2 separate regions of the Astyanax mexicanus genome follow, and region 2 is linked to region 1. Evidence: chromatin contacts called from public Hi-C data. All regions are on one chromosome and are shown on one strand. Each heading gives the region's core, a stretch centred on a gene start, on an enhancer-like site or on the middle of the called end of the contact. The rest is flanking DNA. Distances are from core to core; before and after follow the strand shown.

Region 1 (2,527 bases), core at 18-2,517:
CTTTAGGGGCTCTGTACATTTGTACATGTATATTTTATTTCTTTCAAATATGTACATTTAAAATATATTAAGCATAATTAAACATAAAGAGTTTCTTACATTCAGACAAATCAACAAAACCTGCAATTTGACCAGAAATCCTGCAAGTAACATTTGTATTTGAAGGTTTATTTATGTAATTGTGTCCACAGATTAATTTTGTTTTGACCATGAGATCAAATAAAATATTAATTCTGGCCATGCCTTAACTGACAACCACATCATGCTACAATTTATTTATTTAAAATCTGCAATCTTTAGCAAATTAGCATCAATTGTGTATTAAATTAAGTTTGTTTTACATTAAGAAAAATCAACAAAATATGTAATTTAACCAGAAATATAATGTCATGGTTTCATTCATAAAATTGTGGTCACAGATTATGTTTATTATGTATATGAGATTTTTGAGAGTTTTGTAGGCATTACTTTTTTTTTAAAAACAACCACCACTTCATAGTGTCACCTTACATGTGACCCTACCTTTTATTTTACTCATGGAATAAAGTAGTAAACAGTATAAAACGGTTTGCCTTCCACAATCCCCTGATCTAAACCTGATAAACTGAGATGGTGGTTTGAGGTGATTTGGGATGAGCTGTAGCTTCAGGATACTTGGAAAGCTCTGAAGAGGCTTTTTCAGTTTCTGAATCAGTTTCCCTGATTTTGCTATTTATAGGTATAGGTTTAAGTAAAATAAACATTGTTGTTTAATTCGATAAACTACGGACAACATTTCTCCCAAATAAAAAAAAAATATCTTCCAAATAGAAAATAAGAAAATAAGAAATGGCATAAAAAAGATGTAGAGCTTTCAGTCCTTAAATAATGCAAAGAAAACAAGTTTATATTTAAAAGGTTTTAAGAGTTCAGAAATCAATATTTGGTCGAATAACTCTGGTTTTTAATCCGTTTTCATACATCTTGGCATCATGTTCTCCTCCACCAGTCTTACACACTGCTTTTGGATAACTTCATGCCTTTGCTCCTGGTGCAAAAATTCAAGCAGTTCAGTTTGGTTTGATGGCTGTGTTGTGATCATCCATCTTGCTCTTAACTATATTTCAGAGGTTTTTAATTTGGTAATTTTAATTTTTTAAGTGGTCTCTTATTATTTCCAGAGCTGTAAATGTGTTGTTAGTGTGAAGTGGGCGGGGCTACCCCTCCCTTTTCTGACGTTAGCTCGTTTTACGTCACTCCCTTGGAGACGGGATCTGGTGCCGCAGAGCAGCAGCAGCTGCCGTAAAGGCTTGAGCAGAGAGTGACTGGGTGAGAGAGAGGGAGGCGGATGAAGTAGCGCTATGGATTTAACTCACACAGCCTTCATTAAACTATTTCTGCTGCTCTACTACCTAACACACACCACAGGTGAGTCCCGTCTTCATTTACCCGCGATTATTCGCGTTATTCCGACTATTCGGATTAATATTCTGCGGTTAATCAGCCGCGGACTCCGGCTGACTTTCTGTTTCTGAGCGCTGCTGCTGCGGAAGTGCATTTACATCTCAGCTTTCCTCCAAAACAGCGCGGCTTATTTACAAATTTACACAAAAACACACTTTACACAGCCTACAGGAGAGGGTACGGTGCTAATTTGGTGTTTTATGTTTGTAATTTCGGTAAAAAAAGGAGAATAATCTGTTGTTTTGTTGTAGCTGTCAACTAAACCCGCCTAACTCCTAACTCAGTTTATATCCAGCTTTTTGACACAGTATGTTATTAAACGCTTTATGTTCTTAGCAAATCAGCCACAAACTCTCTAACTGACAAGTTTGACATCTAACTTCAATGTTTCTGAACGTGTTTCCTTTAACAGGAGTGACTTAAAGTGGATTAAAACGTCTTAAAATAAAGTGAAAGCCAAATTCTGTGGTGTGTATTCTGTGGTAGGGCTGGGCAGTATGATGAATGTTATCAGTATTGTGATAAACTAGGTTTTGATATAATTTTCTATGTATATCGCTAGAGAACCACTGAAAACCAGCATGTTTTATTGTATAGAGAGCACAGTTAAGTTAGTCCTGTTGCTAACATTTTGAAAACCCTGTTTCTTTATCAATTTGCACAAAATTGTCAACAACGCAGCCTATGAGAGAGGATACTGTGATTATTTGGGGTTTTATGTTTGTAATTTGTGTAAAAATGAGGAGAATAGTATGTAGAGTTTACGCTAGCTTAATGCCACATTTAGTCATTAAACACTTTTTTTCTTAGCAAATTAGCCTCAAACTTTCTAACAAGGATTTAGTGACACGTTAGACATCTAACCTCAATGTTTCTGAACGTGTTTCCTTTAACATGAGTGACTTAAAGTAGGTTAAAACGTCTTAAAATAAAGTGAAAGCCAAATTCTGTGGTGTGTATTCTGTGGTAGGGCTGGGCAGTATGATGATATGTTATCAGTAGCGCAATAAACTAGGTTTTGTTATCATTTTCTATTTATATTGCTGTTAATATCACTAGAGAACCACTGAAAACCAGCGTGTTT
Region 2 (2,527 bases), core at 13-2,512, 130 kb after region 1:
CCCCCCCACCACCACCCAGCGGCGAGACCTGCTGAATTAGAAGGAAAACATGGCTACACCTCTTTTCCTTACTAGTGTCGCATAATACAAATTATAATATGGTGCACCTACGATACGATACACTCACTGTACGCTCATTTTGTACCATTTCAGGTTATTCACTGGACCTGAGGAGCTTGAAATGACATTGTAGCTGTAATATAATAAGAAAATGATTAATTGTAGATGATTTTGATTCATTTGTCTGTGGCATTCAAAACCTCAGTGCCTGATTCTGATCTACTATGTTTTATATGATGTGGCTGAGACTCATTATAAGCTCTGAGCTGATTTTCAGTCTCTAGCTACACATTTGTGGAAGTCAGGCAGGAAACTGGAGTTATTATTCCTCTAATAGTGCACTGTATTGTCATCATAATCAACAGTTTAGCTTCTGAGTGAGAAATGGTGTGAGAGAATTGCTTTGAAGCTGTAAAAGCCCTTGTGCTCTTTTAAATAGCAGTGAGAAGAGCACTAAAAGCAATTTCTCTCTCTTACTCAACCACACACACACACACACACACACTCACACACACACTCACACACACACACTCTCCACCTAGTTAATAAAGCAGAGAGAGAAGTAGAAGTGGAATTGACTTGATACAATAGAATTGAGCTATAGTATATATCCAAATGTTTGTGGACGTCCCTTTTAATGAATGCATTCAGGTACTTTAAGTTGCACCCATTGCTGACACACATGTGCAATTGCACACACAAATGACCAGCTCATCTAAACACTGTAGATAAGTACTGAATATACAATTTAATACAAACATGGACCTTTTGGTTCTTAATTGACTAATGTCGGGGGTAGAAAGCCCCCAGTATTGAGCTGTGGAGCAGTGGAACTGTGTTCTCTGGACTGATGGAGCTCCATACTTTTGGATGGGATGAGTTGGGGTGTTGTGGTTGGTTGGTAATCAGTAGCCAACATTCTGACCCGACTAAAGATCTATTTGGTTTTTGAATGCAACCAGACCCTCACAGCAATAGTTCAAAATCTGTTACAAAGTTTTCTCTGGACAGTAAAGATATCAAAGTTAATCTATCAAAATCAGGATAAACCTTGATTTCAGAAGAAACTAAGTGCATGAGCAGGTGCCTCAATGCATTTGGCTATAAAGCGTGTTGTGCTTACATTTGTTTGATTCTTTAAAGTGGTAGTTAGAATTATTTTATATTAATTAATTAATTAACTTAGTTTTTAAACTAAAAACAGAAGCATTTCTGAGTGGAGAAGGGACAAAATATTGTGTTTAATGGTACAAGTGTGCTGGACCAACCATCCCTGCTAAGCCTAATAATATATTCATTCTCAAAACTGGGGTGTCGGGTCGCTTTTCACGGGAGTTCCTCTGGCTACATCACGTGTCTTTGCGTACTTACGTCACATGTGCGGCTGGTGGAGCAATGGAGACTTCAGAAGAGGAAACTCGGAGCTCAGTAGCTCATTCACTCATAGTAAAAACAGTGTGTAGTTAAAGTGAAGTTTCTGATTGAGCGCTCTCTCTCTCTCTCTCTCTGACTGAACATAACCTGGAATCGGATTCATCCGCTCTGAAAGGAGACCGCATCACACCCGCCCAGTTTAAAATGATTCTTCCACATGCTCTGTGCAATTACCCATTCTCACCAGAGTGGGCCCTAAATAAAAACTTACGGACATCAGCTTTAAATATGTAAAGAAGAACCTTAATTGTTACAATATCATACTAATTACTGTGTAAATGGTGTGTGGGATAGTGTAGGGTCGGTGTGTGGTGTGTGGGAGGGAATAGGGGAAGTAGGACGGCTGGTACTGACCCGTGTGAGGACAGGGTGGGTATGAGGGCACAGTCAGGGTAGAGGAAGAGGGGGTTATCCGGAGACCGGTCATACACACGGTCAACTGCAGATCTGTACGGAAATGATTAACACACAATCCCACACACACGCATTCATTCACACACACACACACACACACACACACATGGCAGGCAGAGGGAGTGTTGGAGATAACGGTGTGGGTGTGTTTGCTTTTCTACATTTCAGGACAAAAGTTCAGCTTTCAGCTCTGTAGGAAATTCAGAGTGAATAGTAGAGGACTAACACACACACACACATGCACTTTTACACACACTTGATTTTGTCATTCTGGATGTGGTCGTATTTTGTGTTCTTTTAACTCTCCTGTTATGTTCATTTGTCAGGAAAAGTAATGGTGTTCCAGGGTCATTTTGACCTGGTGCATGTTTAATTATTTAAAAGATATCTAAAACACAAAAAAGTCCTTACAAGCAGGGTAAATATTTTTTACTCCTTTACTAATTATTCTATCAATATTTTTAGTGCAATGACGTTTCTTACCTCTAATAAGTAATGATTCAATTAGGATAATTCACTTATTTTTCATTAAACAATACATGTTCAAACTTTTTTTAGTGTTTCACTACTTTATTAGTTTTGAAAGACCAACATATAAAACAATAGTTTTACATAACAT

What was found. Hi-C and Micro-C count contacts between places; a contact is called where the count stands out from the background.
Region 2: a contact with region 1 is called in a Hi-C map of muscle, with 13 times the contacts expected there. The contact joins the enhancer-like site here to the promoter of adam10a in region 1. A contact is called at or near these places in 3 of 3 Hi-C or Micro-C datasets (blood and muscle).

Annotation. Positions count from the first base shown.
Region 1 is chr23:31,191,466-31,193,992 of AstMex3_surface, forward strand. It overlaps adam10a (ADAM metallopeptidase domain 10a), which reads left to right and starts at 1,268. Exons shown (of 16, transcript XM_049471154.1): 1 at 1,268-1,407. The coding sequence starts at 1,341.
Region 2 is chr23:31,318,134-31,320,660 of AstMex3_surface, forward strand. The region is part of intron 4 of adam10a (ADAM metallopeptidase domain 10a); the gene reads left to right. Among protein-coding and RNA genes, the nearest start is that of LOC111190381, 42 kb to the right of the region's middle. Within about 2 kb of position 1,263, the one cell type or tissue checked has an H3K27ac peak away from gene starts, as active enhancers do.